Regions from separate parts of the Mus musculus genome. Here region 1 is linked to region 2. The links are chromatin contacts, called in public promoter capture Hi-C maps. All regions are on one chromosome and are shown on one strand. Each heading gives the region's core, a stretch centred on a gene start, on an enhancer-like site or on the middle of the called end of the contact. The rest is flanking DNA. Distances are from core to core; before and after follow the strand shown.

What was found. Capture Hi-C pulls out chosen DNA fragments and counts their contacts.
Region 1: a contact with region 2 is called in a promoter capture Hi-C map of liver. The contact joins two enhancer-like sites. A contact is called at or near these places in 12 of 39 promoter capture datasets (the C10 cell line, the HPC-7 cell line, cranial neural crest and 8 more), 2 of 484 Hi-C or Micro-C datasets (CD8 T cells and the G1E-ER4 cell line), 13 of 115 datasets of contacts at active chromatin or transcription factors (the 230-238 cell line, CD8 T cells, the SCID.adh cell line and 7 more) and 3 of 9 other capture datasets (adipose tissue, liver and pancreatic islet).

Annotation. Positions count from the first base shown.
Region 1 is chr7:34,375,108-34,379,957 of GRCm38.p6, forward strand. It overlaps Lsm14a (LSM14A mRNA processing body assembly factor), which reads right to left. Exons shown (of 11, transcript NM_025948.3): 2 at 122-285. Among named protein-coding and RNA genes, the nearest start is that of Gm12764, 11 kb to the right of the region's middle. Within about 2 kb of position 2,929, at least 14 of the 459 cell types and tissues checked have an H3K27ac peak or open chromatin away from gene starts, as enhancers often do. A contact at or near this core is called in bone marrow-derived macrophages and liver, where this site is marked.
Region 2 is chr7:34,212,690-34,217,244 of GRCm38.p6, forward strand. It overlaps Gpi1 (glucose-6-phosphate isomerase 1), which reads right to left. Exons shown (of 18, transcript NM_008155.4): 9 at 3,267-3,320. Among named protein-coding and RNA genes, the nearest start is that of Gpi1, 15 kb to the right of the region's middle. Within about 2 kb of position 2,987, at least 48 of the 459 cell types and tissues checked have an H3K27ac peak or open chromatin away from gene starts, as enhancers often do. A contact at or near this core is called in bone marrow-derived macrophages and liver, where this site is marked.

The DNA of each region.
Region 1 (4,850 bases), core at 1,679-4,178, 160 kb after region 2:
CAAGTCATTTTATGTATTCAAGTAACTTCTAATTAGTATGTTACATGAAGGTTCAGGAAAGGCAAAAGCCAAGCCTAACGAGGTGTAACTGTGCCTCTGAAAGGCAATTTGCTTCAGTTACCTGAACAATAGCCGGGTCCTGAGGCAAAGAACATTGTGGTTTGGGTGGCTCACAAACAGTGAGGTCTTTAATATCACTCCCGCGGAATATAATATATTCAAAGACTTCATCTCGAGGCGGTATTGGACGATCTGTTGGTCTGTCTTCTGTACCGAAGGATCGAACTGGTAAGAAAAGAGAAGACATGAGACACATGTTTGCTACTCACTATACAAATATCAACCATCAGTTCTCAAACACCGTTCATAAGAAAGTACTTATTACCATATGGTCAAATATTTTTAAAAGAGTAAAATAGAACACATTTTGCTCAATCAAATCAGCATGTATTTCACTTAAAAGTCTAGTGTCATGAGGTTGTGTTCTCACATTTTACTTCTATTTTTGGTGGCTGTTTGTGGTAAGGTATGAAAATGTCCTTTTTTTCATTGCTATTTATTTTTAGTGTTTTCATTTAGCAAAATAAAGATCTGATCATTTACATCATAGTTCTTGCGGGGAGGGGTGGCAACAATTTTCTAGTATATAAAACTCAAAGTTTAAGTTTTAAGGCAAGAAGAAACCAGTGAAGGTAACATTTGCCTTTGTGAACAGTAAGTCTTCCAGAAGCTGAGTTTCCACGGGCAAGATTAAAATGACTGTTACCTAAAATAGCTGTGCTCAATTAACTCTCAGTATTTAACACTGAAGATGGAATTAATCAAAGTTAAACTGTGTTTTACATGCAATAAAGTAAGCTAGGTATAAATGAAGAACTCCATTAAATTACTCTCTGAGAATAGTATTCAGAATCTGCATTTGAAAGCTACTCCCAAGTCTCTTATACTAGTTTTATGATTACTATCTTAGAAACTACTGAAAATGTCAGCATCCATGTGATGTTCCAAATAAGAAAGCTTGAAAGATCACACACTGTTCATGGCAAGAGTGTATGGAGGTCAGAGATGGATCTGCAGTTAATTTTTCATAAAAGTGATCCACAGCTATATTGAGAATGAATGTTATTTCAGTTTAATAATGTCTTGTTTCCTTATTCTAAAAATTCCTAATACGTATGAGGATGTTTCAAGAAAGACTATAGCATCATTATTAGGTTTGCAGAATACCCTTCTCTAAAATGTAAAGAGATGAAAGTCAAAGGGAAGCTCAAAACAAAAAAACACACACACACCCCCAAAACACTAAAATAAGCACCAGCTCTTGCCTATAATCCCAGCAGTTGGGAGGCTGAGGCAGAAGGATTGCCTATAAATTCCAGGTTGGCCAGGATTATAATGAGACCCTATCTTAGACGACTTAGAAGAACAAAACATCAACAACAACAAAACCAAACCACACCAAACACCTAAACAACCATGCATGGTGGTATACTCCATATTCCTTTAATCTATGTTCAGGGGAGCAGCCTTAGATACAGTGGAGGCCTAGTCTCAAAAATGACAATCATCTGGATAGACTTAGTCTAAACTGTAAGAACAAGGGTAGAATGCTCAGGTAGTAAGCATTAAAAGCATATCCTTTGCCCACCCCCCCTTTAAAGAAAATCTCACTAGCAGACCCAAAAAGGTAGATGGAGGCTAGGGCACAGGTATGCTAATAAACGGATACAGAAGGCTTTAGCTGAGCAGCACACGCTCTTCAGCTGTTTATGGCCAAGTAATATGCCAGTAGGCAGAAAGCATGGTACATGTCCTCCCCCGCAAAGAAATAAAAGTAAAAAGGTTTAGACTTTGACCTTTAAAAAAAGATCTGCTTCATTTGAATTATGTGTATTTGCATGTGTTTATGGATAAGTATGTGCATATGAGTACAAATGCCCAAGGAGAAGAGCAGGGGGCATCAGTTGCCTTGGAGATGAAGTTACAGGTGGTTGTAAACTACCTGATATGGAGTGCAAACACCAGACTTGGGTCCTATGCAGAAGCTGTACTTGCTTTTAACCACTGGGCTGGCTATCTTTCCAGTTCTCACTTCAATCCTTTTTATATGAAAGGATGAAGAATGGAAAACAGAATCTATCTTCATCACCACCACAATGAATAATATCCCAAGTCTCGAAGCTGCCATTATCTTGCTTTTACAGTGGGTAAGTATAAGGCCCTTCTATAAAGTCAGAGAGCTCAATTAGGCCTCCCTTTAACCTGTATTCAGAAGAATCCAGGGTGAATTACAGAAACAAACAAACAAACAAACAAACCCCAACAAATCAATAACAATGAAACTCCAAACTTCTTTCCTTGTTTATAAAGGAAACACATACTGAAGGTGTGTGAGAGAGGAAAAAAGAAAGAACGGGACAGATAACTGGACTGTTACAGATAAAAAGTTCTAGAATAACAACACAGAAATATAAAAACCCAAAACACTTGAGGTTTTACATTTTAGCAATAATGCCCCTGGGTGTGTTTGTTACAAGGTAAAACTTTGAGGTTGGATATAATGGTTACCCAGGCACTCTGGAAGCTGAGGCAAGATTCAAAATTTGAGGTCTGTGGAGGTTACACAGTGAGACCATGCCCCCAAAAGCACCCCCCCCATTGTCATTCTGTCTTCTAAATACATACTCATCAAGATTTTAACCATGCTTTTGCCAAATAGGCAAAACTTTTCAGAAAGATTATCTTTCATGTGATCAATAAATAGTTAATATGCTATGTACAAAGACACTGATGTCTTGTAGGAAAAGAGAAAGAAAAGGCTTCATAAGCCCAAAGCTAGTTTTAAGCCTGCATTTCCTCTTCTCCAACATCTTAAAACAGTGCAACTGATCTCACCAGCATAGCTTCCCACTTCAGACTATCAGCTTTTACAAAATGCTGTATGAACTTCCTAAATTAGACCCTGATAAGTCATTGGTGAATACTTTTTAAGGCTCCCTATAGCATACCAGGAAAAACATTAACCTGCCATTCAAATGATAAATGAAGCAGACCTGGACATGGAAGCCAAGAACTATGGGTAAACTAGAACTCAATCCTTATACAGCTGTAGACTCCCCTTATGTATGAGGACACATTAGAATTAACAGAGCTTGAAAATATGTCAGAAGAAACCCAGGAAAGCCAGGGGTTTACAATAACTCAACAGAGAGCAGATTAACAGTGAGCACTAACTAGTAGGGGTTTGAACCTTTCCTTCCCCAATTTTAACTTAACTACTCTACACAAAGACTACTGGAAGTGGCTATTCCTCTCATACAGAATGACAAAAATGAGGATTAAAGGAAATCACATGAAGATCAAAGAGCAGCTTTGACTGTGCAACATCTGAATTGAGATTCCAAGATGATTCAGGGGTAAAGGGGTGAACTCCCTGGGGCAGAGATACACATGTTACGAAATGAAAAAGAGGGATAAGCAACAAAAGAGTAAAGATCACAGTAAGACTAGTTTCCCCGAGTGATGTGACTTGAGGGTTTATGCGATTTAGCATAGCACATAGTGGGCTAGGTAAGAGGTGACAGGGTCTTGGATACTGTAGAGATGCAGTCGATCAAAAGGCATCTCAATATGGCTGAATATGAAATGTAGTGACTGCCAGATGATGAGCTTTAGGGAAGTGATTGGATCTTAAGGGCTCTGACATAAACAATGGATGAATCCCTCCATGGAGTCACAATATGACAACACAATTGGGAAATCTGAAAAGCAAGTAGGATCTTGTCAGAGGAGAGATCCCTAAGAATATGCCCTGTGAAGAACTATTTTGTTCCTTGCTTCTTCTCTATCTGCTTCCTGTCTACCACGTGATTGATCCTGGTGCTAAGGCATTTGTACTAAAGAGGCCTCAAACAAAGGGGCAAGCTGACCAGACTGAGACCTCTAAATCATCTTCTTTTAAATAAAACAGTTTTGCCAACATCTAACTTTTAAGGAGAAGGGACAAAATTTTAGGTGCTGTTTTATTAAAGGCAGGAAGGCCAACTCTCTTAAAAAGCTTCAGTATGCTGTCTCCTAGCTTCAAGTACTTACAAAGCTATACTAGCACTTTCACTCTAATCCCAGCACTCAGCGAAGACAAGATAGATTTCTCTGAGTTCAAGGACAGAATGGATTATGCAGCAAGTACCCAGGCAGCCAGAACTACACAGACAAAAATTATTTAAAACTAAGTATCTATAAAGTAGAGAACTACAATAAAAATCAACAACCAAAAAAGAAGCAAACATTTTCCTGGTCTACATTTTCCTTGGATCAACATGGAGGTGTAGTACAAAATACACTGTTGAAAGTCCCAACAGCTCAAATAGGAAGTTGCACGAAAGCTCACCAAGAATATGATTATTATTATTTTTTTTTTGAGACAGTATCCACCACTGGCTGGACTTCAGCTTGTGGTGATCCTTCAGGCTCTGCTTCTCCAGTGCTGGAGAGACAGAGAAGACTACCAAGCACACCTAAATAAGATGTTCTCGACACATAAATGAAAATCAGAATGGTACCAAATTTATTTGAAAAAGTAAATGCTAGGGGGAAAAAAAAAAAGGAACAATGTTTAAAAGTATATGGGAAGAGGGGCACCTAGAGAGATAGCTTGGTGGTACAATGCTTGCCTAACTTGTGTGAGGTCCTAATCTATTCCCAGCACCGGGGGAGGGGGTGGAACAAAGAGACAAGAGAGTTAAGGCAAGCTACTACATATGTAGGAATAGTAATAAGACATAAGCAGACAGGTACCTCAAGAGTTCACAAAAAATTTCTCTCCTTTTTTGAAAAAAATTCTGTTAAAC
Region 2 (4,555 bases), core at 1,737-4,236:
CAACTTTACCAGGTGAAGTTTCACACACTGGGCGTGACCATACCTGGAACCCAGAGACGCCCACTCACTCCACACCTCAAGCCCCTAGCTCTCTCAGACATTTGCTCCACTCACCTTCATTCCCTCGCACAGACCAACTCTTTGTCTCTGAGGCCTCACCTGACAGACTGATTCTGTCTTCTTTGCTCGGCCAGACTGATCTGAGAGAGGCCTCTCACATCGACCAATCTCTCTACTGGCTGCACAGACGCGGTTACCTGACAAACTCTCACTGTACTTAGCCAAGTCCGGCAGACTTAGGGTTCGAGGCTGGGTCTGACCTCTTCTGTGCCTTCCCTAGGAGGCCAGCTGTACTGTACACACCTGTAAGGACCTGGCTTCATTGCTTTCTGGACAGGTGCCGCTCTCCATCCCTTGACTCCCACCAGGTTTGAGACCCCCCCAAGTCAATTACCTGTGCGCTACCAGAACTGTTCAGGACTCACCTGACCACTCGCTTTTGGCCCGATTTCAATCATGGCACTTCAGTCCCTATCTGTGAGACTCCGCTCCAGTTCTCCCCCCCCCCCGCCCCCCTCGCATTTCCTGTGATGCTGGGGGCTGACCAAGCCAGGGAGCTCCATCTCCCACCCCTGCACCTTCTGCGTGCTATGTTCTACTTACAGGAGCCTAACCTGGCTCCTCTGGTTTCAGGGAAGACCCAGCCACTCACTTTTGTCTGATCCCGGCTCCTGAGACCTCAGCCATGACACATCAGGGCAGACTCTACCACATGCCTGAACAAATGCTACTTGCCAAATTTCAGTTTCCTGCTTCCGGAGTGTGACTCAGGCCTTAGCTATCATCATATTCTCTCTGAAGACCATGGTCTCCCGACCTTTATGTTTCATGAACCTCTCGAACTGCACCCTAATGACATAGTTCCCCAAGTGACCCTGCCTGTGTTCGACCTATCCACCTGCCCCAGGCCTCGCCTTTTAATAACCTGTCTACTCTTGCCCTCCTCACAACCCCACCCTTGAAACACCTGATGACAGAGAACAGCCTGTGACACCTTGGAAGATCTGGCAAGGCCGTTGAGGCCTGGGGTCACCTCATCTGAACAATCAGCTCACTCCTAGCCTGTCCTCCCTCTGCAGAAGCTACCAGAGACCATAGCATGGGCATATTTGAGACCACTCAGCCTCTTCCTACGTGGCCAGGCCATGCATCTCCACACACCCTTCGGATCTCAACTGCTAGAACTATTCATTTTGTTGTTGTTTAAAAATAAGATCTTGCTACATAGCTCTGGCTGGCCCAGAACCCACTAGATAGCCCAGGGTAGCCTTGAACTTGTGATCCGAAGGTCTCAAGCACCTGAGATTACAGAGATACATATCTAGCTAATGTCATAGCTGGACTCTCCTGATCCCACCAGTACCTATTCTCACTCTTTTTCAGACCCAATTCTAGCTCCTGTGACTTCTGCCATGACCCCCATCCCCACACACACACACCTCAGAGACTCCATCATCGGAGGAAATAAAACTTGTGAATGTCAGTCTCATTCTGGCCCTGAGAGACTCTAAGCTCAGAAGCACACCTGTGCTGGGTCCACAAGCCAGACACACCAGGCCATGTCAAGTTAGACCGCAGCGCACACACAGACCTTACTGGACTGGCCTGGAGGACTGGCCCTTCAGGCTGTGCTGCACTCCTCTGCCTGCCATCTGTCTCACCCGAGAGACTAACTGCAGAAGCCCAGGCCTGCTCCTGAGCTCCATGCATCATCACCCTCATTCCAGCGGCGCCCACCCACACCCCTTCTCAGGCTGTTCCGTGTAGCCTGACCCCCGAGGTCTCCACTAACAGCCCTGCCAGCCCTGCCCTCCTTTTCTCTGCACCTAAACATCACTCTTTGACCCTGCCTGCAAGACACAAGTTTCCGTCACATCGCATCAGTTTTCTGTACACTGGGCAGTTACCATGGACGTCCCATTCTGTTGGGCTCCTAGGCTAGCAGCGGGTACCTGTTCCTCCCCTACCACCATGTGCTCAGATGCCAACGCCTAGGGAGGAAGGGGAAAGGCCCCTCCTGCTTTACCAGGCAGGGAACATTTGTCAGAAACCGCAGTTTCCCAACAGGGGTTCCTCATCTAAGCCACAGGATGTGTGCCAAGGACGGCCGCAACTGGTACATCTGCAAGGAAGTTAACTGAGACACAGCAGATGGCACAGAACAGTGGGGCAGCATTCTCTCCCACAGATTAGATCCACTGTGGCGGTGCATGCCTGTAACCTAAGCACTTGGGAGGCCAAGGCCAGAGGATCACAAGTTCAAGACCAGCCTGAGCTACCTTGTGAGCTATCCGTTAGCTTGGGCTACACAGAGACCCTTTGCCTCAAAACTCCTTTAAAAGGGGGCGGGGAGCAGCTCAGTGGTAGAGTGCTTCTTTAGTGTGTGCAGATCCTAGGCACTTAAAGAAAACTATTATTTATCAATCTAATTTAAAGAAAGGGTTTTTCTTTTTTTTTTAGAACTTTCAAAGCAAGGTTACCCATTGGTTGATGATGCCAACAGGAAAAGAGCCTCCAGTCCAAAGGCTGGTGGGAAAATGCCCCACCTTCTCGGGTGTACCCCAGATGTGTCAGAGAGCATGCCTCTGCCCAGCCACAGCCACTACACTCTCAGGACACTCGCCACACTCACACAGTAGCCCTACACTCTAAATCCTCACAGCCCTTCCTCACAGGTCTGCAGGGCTCAGGCCAGTGGCAAGGCGGGTTCCTGTCTCAACTCCCCCAGGAATGTCGTCTACAGCGTGACCTGCATGCAGATCTACCATCTGAAGTGGGGCTTGCTGTGCAAGCTGCCTAGCCTCCAGGTCTACTGCCTCCTCCCTGCCCCACTCCAGCTGTTCCTGCAGCCTACCAGGCCCAGGACCTGCCTTACCCTGCCCTTTGGCCTTTATAGATCGTAGCTGCAGCCCGGAGAAAGGTCAAGACTGAGAATAACTCACCTCGGCTAATCGAGAGGGCAGTGGTGGCTCTGGTTACCTCACAGAGGGCGCAGCTGGAAGGCTCCCAAGGGAGTATTGCTTCTCCTCGTAAACTAGGAACTTGCCCACAGACCAAGCCTCCCTAAGGGCCTCTCTGCCTTTCCCAAAGGGAGACGGACATGCATGCAGCAAGCACTCAATAAATGCTGACCTGACCTGTTGGCTCAGCGGCCAAGACTCGGCAAAGGACACACCAAGCACACAGCACAAGGTGCCCGTACTTACATCCCAGAACTCGAACATGTTTTGAGGGTCAATTCCAAACTCTTTCACTTTGGCCTGGAATAGACAAAGGAAGAGAGATGAGGGGCTATCTGTTAGAGAGACAGGAAGAGGGGCTGCAAGGTGGGAGGAATGACAAGCTCCAGGGACCTTTCACCTTCCTTCCAACCCCAGGGAGCAGGCTGAGCCAAGGGTAACACCCAAGCCAGCTCACTCAGAACTGCCCACCAAGCCAGCTCCCCTCCGACACACCAGGGGTCCTGAGCCTACAGAAACTCCTCCTGGTGTGTAAGAACCAGAGATGTAGACCAACCCCCATACCCTGACCTCAACATCTGGCACTCAAACCCAGAGGCCATTCCCCGGGCCAGGCAACCAAGCCTGGACCACTGCCTAGCCTCCCTTCTGAAGATGAGGCCACCTGAGAGATCCCTAAGGAGACAGCCTTGTTCTCAGGGTCTAGGCTGTGGGCAGGCTAAGCTAGACACCCCATACCTATCCTCACTGGAGATGTCCACTGAGAACATGAGCTCTGCTGACACAAGGCAGAAAAGGCACAGATTAGCAGCCTAAGACATCTGACACGACCCCACCCTTTTGGAGGTTGAAGTGGGAAGAAGGGGAGGCAAAGGGTGGTCGGGAGGACCGAGGTGCGTTCATCGTTCCCAGCTATGTGTTGCACTGCACTGCCACACGGCTGTGTTCCAGTCCACAGGGGCTGTGCTTCCAAGAGCAGCCCTCACTCTGACTCGCTGAGCATCCTCGCTGAGTGTCACCCACCTCACACAGGCTCAAGGCCCGGCCAACTGTGAGATGGCTGACATGATGGGCTCTAATCTCATTATCCTGACCTCGCACAGTCCTTCTAGAGGAAATCTGGGAGTGTGGAGGGATGACACAGCAGGAAAGAGCATTCATTCCCTGCCCTTGCACTAGACCTGAGTTGAGCTCCTTGCACAGACACCAGGCAGCTCATAACCAACTGTAACTCCAGTTCCAGGGGATCCCATGCCCTCTTCTGGCCTCTGAGGGCATCCGTACTCATGCACACCCATACCTACCCACCCAACCCCATAAAATTAAAATAAATAATTATAAGAAAAAAGTCGCAGGGCAGTGATAGCACATGCCTTTAATCCCAGCACTTGGGAGGCAGAGGCAGGTGGCTTTCTGAGTTTGAGGCCAGCCTGGTCTACAGAGTGAGTTCCAGGATAGCCAGGTCTACACAGAGAAACCCTATCTCGAAAAACAACAACAACAACAACAAAAGGAAAGAAAAAAGTTGTGACAGG